2 separate regions of the Gasterosteus aculeatus genome follow, and region 1 is linked to region 2. The links are chromatin contacts, called in public Hi-C maps. All regions are on one chromosome and are shown on one strand. Each heading gives the region's core, a stretch centred on a gene start, on an enhancer-like site or on the middle of the called end of the contact. The rest is flanking DNA. Distances are from core to core; before and after follow the strand shown.

Evidence for each region. A called contact is a pair of places that touch in the nucleus more often than the background predicts.
Region 1: a Hi-C map of skeletal muscle shows a contact between it and region 2, with 2.7 times the contacts expected there. The contact joins two enhancer-like sites. A contact is called at or near these places in 4 of 6 Hi-C or Micro-C datasets (skeletal muscle, tail fin and whole body).

The regions. Positions count from the first base shown.
Region 1 is chr4:15,535,094-15,539,964 of fGasAcu3.hap1.1, reverse strand. No RefSeq gene overlaps it. Among protein-coding and RNA genes, the nearest start is that of LOC120818491, 3.6 kb to the right of the region's middle. Within about 2 kb of position 1,949, at least 1 of the 9 cell types and tissues checked has open chromatin away from gene starts, as enhancers often do.
Region 2 is chr4:15,487,206-15,492,301 of fGasAcu3.hap1.1, reverse strand. It overlaps LOC120818463 (rho guanine nucleotide exchange factor 9), which reads left to right. Exons shown (of 15, transcript XM_078102069.1): 11 at 1-95; 12 at 1,010-1,141; 13 at 2,896-3,139; 14 at 3,405-3,473. Among protein-coding and RNA genes, the nearest start is that of LOC120818480, 16 kb to the right of the region's middle. Within about 2 kb of position 1,506, at least 4 of the 9 cell types and tissues checked have open chromatin away from gene starts, as enhancers often do.

The sequences.
Region 1 (4,871 bases), core at 700-3,199, 47 kb before region 2:
GTCACCTGTTTTGTATCCCCCAAAACATTACAATGAACACCACAGGTATTAAAACATAAACGGACTAACATCTGATCATAGTATTGAATATTTCATTTGCATATGAGGCTGCAAACATTTCGCTTACCTTTCTGTGTGACGAACACCGATAGTAATGCACTTGACTTCAGGGATTTAGTCTTCTCTCCATATCTAAATGGGGCTTGTTCTCTTGATGATTACCGGGATCGTGTGCAGAAATGCAAATGTAGAGTGGACCTCCACATCCCATCAGCCAAACAAAACCAAAACAAATATTAAAACAAGAATGTGATGAGCTGAGACCGACCATGTACTGCCCCTATTTTCTGACCGGCCTAAAATTCCAACTGACCTATAGCAACGGAAAGAGCAACCTTTACTAGCAGCAGGTTGCACATATAAAACATAAAAACACATGGGAACTAGGCAAGTCTAATTTAGCTAGACCATGACACATGCGCTTTTTAACATTGGAATCGCTTTTTCAGTCAGAAACATTCACCGTTTTATGCCTAGCAGGTCAGTGAGGTGGACCAGGACACTCTTGCAGTGGGATGGTGCAGTCAGTGACGTGGACCCGGACACTCTTGCAGTGGGATGGCAGACACAGGATGCTTTTGCAGTCAGAAATTGCTGTAAAAGAGTCAGATAGAACAATCGATGAATATCCATGAAGGTTATGAAGTTAGCTTGATTAAAAAATATATTGTTATGGAAAGAAACTAATGTTAACTAACTTAGCTAAACTAGTGCATTGAAGTAAAAATAAATAACATTTTAAGATACATGTTCTGATTCCTTACGGGTAATACTTCGAGGCGAGACTATGATTTACTGTGGAAAGAGGGACTATTAATCAAAATTAAGAAATTAGGAATATTGGATAAAATGTTCAGATGGCTTAAACAATTTTTGGTGGGGCACTCTATAGAAGTAAGAGTGGGAAGGTGTGTGTCGGACAGCCATTTGGTGGACAATGGAACACCGCAGGGAAGTGTGATTAGTCCGTTATTGTTTTCAATAATGATTGATGATGTATATGAAAATACATACAATACACATAATATAGGGAGATCTTTATTTGCAGATGATGGGGCACTATGGAAAAGAGGTAGGAATGTGGAATATGTGGTGAAACAGATGGAGGAAACAATCAAAAGAGTGGAACAGTGGTCATTGGAATGGGGATTTAGATTTTCAGTGGAAAAAACAAATACCCTTTTCTTTACAAGAAAGAAAATTGGGACAATGGGCAGAATCTATTTATATGGGAAGGAGCTGAAAAGGATGAACTCGTACGAATTTTTAGGAATGTGGTTTGATGCGAAGCTTACCTGGAAGGGACATATTGAGAAAGTTGTTAATAAATGTAAAAAGGTTTTAAATGTAATGAGATGCTTGGTGGGAACAGAGTGGGGAGCTGACAGGGCTGCTTTAAAAGCTATATATATGGGACTGATCAGATCAGTAATAGACTATGGGTGTGTGGCTTACAGGTCGGCGTCTAAAACCGTGTTGGGAAAATTAGATGTAATACAGGTAAAAGCGTTAAGACTATGTAGTGGGGCCTTTAAAACAACATCAGTGCCGGCATTGCAGGTGGAAATGGGGGAAATGCGGTTGGAGTTGAGGACACAGATAATAATGTCATATTGGGCCAATCTACAAGGACATATCAACCATCCAACAATAAGTGCAATTGAGCCGTGCTGGGAACATGATAAGGCGCCACCAAAGAGCTTTGGTTGGGTTGCTAGGGAGAAGCCTAGGGAACTAGGTAAACTGGATAGGAGTTACTCTCCAGCAGTGGTGCCGCCAGCTGTTCCTTCTTGGATACTGCCACAGCCTGAAGTGGACCTGGGACTACTTGAACTGATGAGAGATGAGGGTGGGGGTAAATGTAAGATCTGCAAGTCATATATCAGGAGGAATTACCATAGCTATATACAAATATATACAGACGGAGCTAAGGACCCTGAAACTGGTAGAACAGCAGCGGCAGCAGTAATACCAGAATTCCAGTATGACTGTAGGAAAAGACTCAGTGATGACTTATCAGTGTTTACATGCGAGATGATGGCCATAGTTTTTGCACTGCAGTGGGTAGAGGACGTCAGGCCAGAGAGAGTGGTTATAGCATCAGACTCATGTGCAGTGCTAACGACTCTGAAGTTTTGCCACTCCAAAAGCAGAGAGAAATCCTACAATCCCTAATTTTAACCAGGGCTGTGTCCCTTTGTATTGTTGGATGGATGTTATTTTATTGTAATTTTGTAATTTGTTTTTGTCTTTTTTGTTGCTGGAGACTGGTGGTGGCGGTGGTGTCCTACCCCTTTGTTTCCTGTGTTCTGGGAAGCGGGTTCCTCACTACGTCGGGTGGTTTTGAGTTTGTTTTCTTTATTTGGTGGGTCCCCCCCAGACACACCTAGTCTGGTCCATCCACCCATTTCCAGCCCTCTAATTGATTTTCTTTTGATTTGAATTAAATTGCACTGACTTTAAAAGTATTTAAAATAAAGCTGTACTTTTCTAAAACTGTGAACTGCGTCTCCTCCCTCAAAACGAGTAAACTACCTGGCCTTGTATGTTCCAGAATATTTCCCCGGGTGAAATTAAATTATCCGTGCGCCGCTATTGGCCTTGTCCGGCTAGCTAATTTATATCCCATGTTCTAGTATAAAAGCTAAATGACGATAGTATCATCCCTAGTTAACGAAACGTGTGCTTGGTATTTATTTTCATTCCAATTCAATCCAATTCCAAGCCAGTAGTGTGGGGGGGGTGGACAACATAGCCAGTAGTAGCCAGTAGTCGGGGGAGGGGGTTGTGCAAAGGGCCGACATAGCCAGTAGTTGGGTGGGGGTGTTGGCCAACATAGTCAGTAGTTGGGGGGGGGTGTTGGCCAACATAGCTTGTAGTTGGGAGGTTGTGCAAAGGGCCAACATAGCCAAGTTTGGGGCTGTGCAAAGGCTAACATAGCCAGTAAACATGGCTCACTAGAAAACTGAGTTTCTAGTGAGGTACCTTTGGTTGGTGAGTTGTGTTATTGTACAACATAGCTAGTAGTTGGGGGGGGGTGTTGGCCAACATAGCTAGTAGTTGGGGGGGGGGGTGTTGGCCAACATAGCTAGTAGTTGGGGGGGGGGTGTTGGCCAACATAGCTAGTAGTTGGGGGGGGGGGGGGGTGTTGGCCAACATGGCCAGTAGTTTGGGGGGGTGTTGGCCAACATAGCCAGTAGTCGGGGGAGGGGGTTGTGCAAAGGGCCGACATAGCCAGTAGTTGGGGGGGGGGGGGGTTGGCCAACATAGCCAGTAGTAGCCAGTAGTCGGGGGAGGGGGGTTGTGCAAAGGGCCGACATAGCTAGTAGTTGGGGGGGGGGGGTGTTGGCCAACATAGCCAGTAGTTGGGGGGGGGGGTTGGCCAACATAGCCAGTAGTTGGGGGGGGGGGGGGGGGGGGTGTTGGCCAACATAGCCAGTAGTTGGGGGGGGTGTTGGCCAACATAGTCAGTAGTTGGGGGGGGGGGGGTGTTGGCCAACATAGCTTGTAGTTGGGAGGTTTTGCAAAGGGCCAACATAGCCAAGTTTGGGGCTGTGCAAAGGCTAACATAGCCAGTAAACATGGCTCACTAGAAAACTGAGTTTTTCTAGTGAGGTACCTTTGGTTGGTGGGTTGTGTTATTGTACAACATAGCTAGTAGTTGGGGGGGGTGTTGGCCAACATAGTCAGTAGTTTGGGGGGGGGGGGGGGGTGTTGGCCAACATAGCTAGTAGTTGGGAGGTTGTGCAAAGGGCCAACATAGCCAAGTTTGGGGCTGTGCAAAGGCTAACATAGCCAGTAAACATGGCTCACTAGAAAACTGAGTTTTTCTAGTGAGGTACCTTTGGTTGGTGGGTTGTGTTATTGTACAACATAGCTAGTAGTTGGGGGGGGGGGGTGTTGGCCAACATAGCTAGTAGTTGGGGGGGGGTGTTGGCCAACATAGCTAGTAGTTGGGAGGTTGTGCAAAGGGCCAACACAGCCAAGTTTGGGGCTGTGCAAAGGCTAACATAGCCAGTAAACATGGCTCACTAGAAAACTGAGTTTTTCTAGCTGGTCCATATCTTCTAAAAAAAAAATGACATATCAAAAACGCAAGTCTCCCGCTGCGCACAAGGCGGCGATTGGTCTGCTAACTACATCCTTTACAGAGTCTCACATTTCCGTTTTCATAGCACAATACCGCTATGAAAAGGTTGTCTTCAACAGAAACACGTTACTCCATCTGTTGTTCTGGCGGTGAATTGCTCTGCAACACACGCAAGCCTTTTAGAACCATGATTTGAAACAAGCGTGTCGACGCGACCACGCAGACTCAGACGCAGAAGCATGCGCCAGCCCTAAGGGTGGTAAGGGTGTCTGGTTCGGGACCGGCGAGGGTTCAAACCAACACTTTTTCTGGTTCACCCTTTCTACATGCGACGTGGAGGGTACTTGCCCCGGGAGAAAGTCCAATTGTCTGTAATCGATCTGGTTTTCTGCCCTCATTGCCTCGTTGCACTCCTTCAGAGGTGCTTCTCTAGCGGCCTCTCGAGTCAAAGCTTGCGTTTTCTGAAGGGTGCTCTGCAGTTCCTCAATCTGACACTGAAGAGTGCAGTTTTCACCCATCAGGCTTTCGCTTTCTGACTTTGTTGCGTTGTTTTTTTCCACATACTTCCGCTCTTTTGAGATCTTGTTTTCCAGGGTCTTGTGTTGATTTTTGAGAGTTTTATTCAGTCTGGTTGCAACTTTTATATCTGTCTTCAATGATTCGTAGTTTGCCTTACATGCGTCAAGATCTTTGAGACTGTTCATTAGACTGAGGATATTCT
Region 2 (5,096 bases), core at 257-2,756:
TGCGGAACGTCACTCAGCAGATAAACGAGAGGAAGAGGAGGCTGGAGAACATCGACAAGATCGCCCAGTGGCAAGCTTCTGTTCTGGACTGGGAGGTACGTGCGTACGTGGACTGTGGGCTTCTTCTAAGCATCCGATGTGCACTGATCCTCGTTTTTACTGGCAGAATGTGCTTCAGTCTGTTTAGTCCATCTGTTGAGTCACGCCCAGGGGAGGGAAGAACTTTTACTTAATTTATATCAATTACCTGAAGTTCTGAATAACAGGATTTGTGGAACCGTGGATCTAGTGAAGAGTGGAGGGGAAAAGGTCAAAGGGGGGGCAGCGTTGGTTCAACAATATGATTGTCTGAGGAGATCGTGGAAAAATGTGGTTGGTTTGGGGTAGAAGATTTACAGGCAGAATAAAGAGAGTCTCCCCGACTGAACCTAAGCTTCAGTTATTGTTTTTACCTGTTTGTAAAAGTCACTCCTTGAATGCCTTGAATGTTTGTCTATTTAACAAACCAAAAATGGGTTCAATCCAATTTAATCATAATTTTACTTTGAATCATGTTGGACCAGACCTTAAAAATAGCTAAAAATCAAGGATTGAATTTAAACACCCCCCCACTTAGAACCTAGATCAAATTTTATTCTGTTGTACCAAAGCATTAAACTGTGATCCATTATTAACTTTAGACTAACACTTTTTTAACGGCTGCCCTTTTGAGATGGATTGGACAAAAATAACTAATGTGAGGCTCAAAGAAAAGTTACTTCAAGGATATTAATAGAGCTGTATTGCTATGGCCTGCGTAAGCCAACAACCAGGCCCTTGTCGGCCCCGCGCTGCAGTGGGAGCTGTGGCTACTGAAGCCTGAGGCTTTTCAGCTAGCTAGCGACCACGATGAGTAGACCGATCTTTCCCGTGTGCTGTTTCTTTTGGCCCTTGCATCCCAGTGCATTGTTGTACCTATTCTTTGGCATTTACACACCGTGCGTGTGCGTGTGTTGGTCTGTGTGTCCAGGGGGATGATATCCTGGACCGGAGCTCGGAGCTCATCTACACCGGGGAGTTGTCATGGATCTATCAGCCCTACGGACGCAGCCAGCAGCGAGTGTTCTTCCTCTTTGATCACCAGCTGGTTCTCTGTAAGAAGGTGGGTTCTCTCTCTCTCTCTCTCTCTTTCCCTTTGTTCGCTTAATTTTTTTTTTAAAACACCATATTGGCTGAAAACAAGCTGAGAAGCTCAACTGCGCCCTCGTCCGGTTGTCTTGAAACGGCTGGTGGCAGAGGCGCGTGGAGACAGACCACGCGACGTCCTCAGCCACACTCGAGAGCTGCAAATAGATTACATAAAACCGCATGAGACGCACACCGCCCTCGGCGAAGACGCCATCAAATGCTCAGCACCAAAATGGAGCGGTGGTGGTTTGGGCTCTAATGCACCTTAGGCTGCGCTCTCCTGTCAGACGGATGTTCACGCTCGACTAGACCTCAACAACACACGCGCGCCCGCAGAGACACACCGGGGCGGGAGAGGTGCGTCATCACGCGCACGTGCGCACACACAGAGGAGCAATGCTTTCTTACACTTACACGGATAAACACACACGCACAGAAGGATCCAACAGAGACGTGCAGATACAGTGTCTTGCTGTTTCTCCGATTCCGTCCTTATCACTTCTATCGCTGTCCATCATCTCTGACACCTGAAATTAAATCACGCGTTGGTGCAGATCCCCCCGTGTGTGTGTGTGTGCGTGTGTGCGTGCGTGAGCGGTTCCGGTCCGCTAAGATTCTTGGTTCCACACACACAAAAGCATCCTCGGTACAACACTGGTAGCTTTCGGCCCCCAGGGTGTGTAAGTAACACGTCCCATATAGCTTTCCATCTTTTCCATTTATCTCGTCCCTATCAGCACACGGATGCAGATTTGTCTCGGCACAATTATTAAAAGATTGCTGCTCTTGTTTTTTTTTTTATCTTTACCTGCCCTTCCCTTATAGTGTGGCTGGAGGTAATTTGTTCCCTCAGGCAACAGTCAAGATGAGGATTTTATTTACGGGGATGTTTTATTCCGGCACAGTAACACGGGTCATGGTTACTGATGAACTGTTGTAGAGGCAAACATATGTTATTATTCTGATGATTGATTAATTAGTATTCACTTTGTTTCTCTCTTGTGATTGTAAACTGAACATCATTGAGTTTTGGACCACCAGGGATATATATATATATATATATATATATAGAATAAACTTCTCCTTCAGATCTCTTTTAGTCACAAGGTTAGTGTCACTCTCCGGTGTTTATCTCTAGTTCACTGGGGCCGTCCTTATTTAAGCTGTAGTACTGATGTACTGTCTACCATTTGACAAGCATCTTATATATAGTGCCCTCAAACATTCCTCAATGGAAAGAAAATAATAGTGTCCTTAAATCAAGATCATCAGAAAATGTGCCTGAAACTGATTCATAATTGATTCGTATCAAAGATGTTTCTCCGACAGAACACATGTAAACATTTAGCAGATGTTTGGATTGTAAATTGAGATATTCTTACCTCCTATTTTTTTTATTGGTTGCAGCCTTATAATCAAGTACACCAAAATCCCGATGGTCTTGGAAAATACAATAGTTGAATAAACAATCAAAAACTGTCCAGCATGAGCTTCACAAAGACAGAATTTCTCACAGCGGGATTTTGCTGCTCTACATAATAAACAAGTAAATGTTCTAAAAGTACTTTCTACCTTTTTTGTGCTTGGGGAGTCTGCAGTGTGTTTGCACGACTGGGCAGCAGATGGAAAGGGTTGCATAAGGCGGCAGACTCCAGATACAAGGGGACAGATGCTTGTTGACATCTCTGAGGTTCAGATTAACAGACCTCTCTTCATCCTCCTCCACAGGATCTGATACGCCGGGACATCCTGTACTACAAGGGTCGCATCGACATGGACCGCTACGACGTACGGGACGCCATTGACGGGCGCGACGACGACTTCAACGTCAGCGTGAAGAACGCCTTCAAACTGTGCAACAAAGACAGCGAGGAGATCCACATCTTCCTGGCCAAGAAGCCGGAGGAGAAGATCCGCTGGCTCAGGGCCTTCCACGAGGAGAGGAAGATGGTGCAGGAGGATGAGAAAATCGGTTAGTCACCCCCCCTCCCTCCCTCCCTCTGTACATCCCCGTTTGGAACGCTTTAGTTCCACTCACAATGGACGTTGGAGTGTCAGCTCCATGTTGCATTTGGTGCAGTAGTGGCTACGGGCTGATGTTCTTCAGCACCAAACATGTATTCCCCCTACGAGGGACGGTTGGAAAAAGCACTCAATGCTATTTAGCGAGGCGCTGTAAAACGCTGGCTTCTCATGGCTGATCATCTTGCCCCTTTGCGATTTTGTTTGCTGTTCAGGTTTCGAGATCTCTGAGTACCAGAAGCGGCAGGCAGCCATGACGGTGAGAAAGGTGACCAAACAGAAAGGTGAGGCAACAAGAAGATATCAGGTGATTTCCCTTTTCTTTTCCTCGCTGGTGTGCTCTGTCTTCTCATCGCTGTTTACTCTCTTCTCCTTAACCTGCTCTCTTTTGTGTCTTCCACTTTCTACACCCCTTTTTTCGAACATGCCCACTTTGTTTATGAGTGGACGTAGACTATCTGTGTGCTGAGTAAGCTAGAAAAAGTCACGTTGATCCATGTCTTCTCGTTACATTATTTTCAATCTACTTCGTTTGAGTCAAATGTCTGTCGGCCCGTACGCAGGGTTCAATCCATTGGAGGTATGAAGCAGCTGTTAAGCATCAATGAAAAGACAGAGGGCTGTTTGCATGACGTATTGAGTTTAAAGGGTGATAGCGGTGATGGTGACGCGCGGGTCCTGTGACGCGCTGGTCTACAACAAATGTCCGACTGTTTGCATTTGTTCTTTTACTGAGTTAGGGCGGTTGTTGGTCGCTTCCATTTAAAACAAGATTTTCAACGTATACCAGAAATCTTCTGCGCTGCACCAGTGTTTTGCAGTTGATTCATTTGGTTTTATTACCAAAAAAATCTGAAATGTAACACCTTTACTTTTAGTAGGTTATTCTAGTCAACATAACGCCTTGAAGTGCGTCAGGAGGGATCAGGTTTTTTTGGTGATTTGAACTAGTTCTGTTGCCAAATATGTAAAAATACGGTAAAACGCCAACGGCCGCTGACTATCTCAGTATCAGAAAAACATGTCAAGCAAGTTATTCAAGATGCTAATTCCAGGCAACCAGACAAAGGACCCACATGTGAGAGTCGGTATCATCCTTTAAGTTTTAGCCGTTTTAGGGCCAGGCTAGATGTTTGTACATTTACCATTACTGATGTTCTCGCTATTGCCAGTTTCACACAGAGCATGACCATCCATTAAGGTTCTAATTAACCAGTGACCCCCACTAGAATGTTCTCACTGACGTTAGGATCCCTGTAGATGTCTATGTAAGTAAATGTTGTGTGTTTCAAAGTGCTGTATGTGTACATGGCTGGCACAAGGTGAAGTACTCTCTTGAATTTCAGATTCATTTATAGATTTCATCTTGAGAAAGAGGGCCATGTTGTATGGACATGGTTTGAGAATGATAAAGGTATATGCATTGGAGTTCTCCTTAGAGATAGCACAATAAGATGCCATGGCAACTGCTAAGCAGCATTGGGAGGTGTTGTGATTAACGTTGGCATTGGCGCATGAGGTCACAGTCTGACCTGTTTAATGACACTATCTTGGCTATCCAAGATTTTCCCTTCAAAATGCTAAAACAGCGTTTGGCCAAATACCCCCCCCCCTCCCCCCACCCCCCTCTCGAGAAAAGACACTGTTCCGCACCTTTTCATTTCTTCCAAAGATGCCATGGCAACTTTTGAATATTTCATCTCCAAATATTGATTGTATCTAATTTTGAACTGCACTAGAATAGTTGTGATGCTTGTAGACCGTAGCTAAATGACATCGTAGGCTGTAGTTAAATGCATATTAACGGCTTTCTGTTGGCTCTATTTTTGCCGCTCTTGTGTTCTCAAGTGTCGAGGGTGCTATTCAAACAAATGTGCTGTCAACAAACGTGGAAGAACAATGCCTGT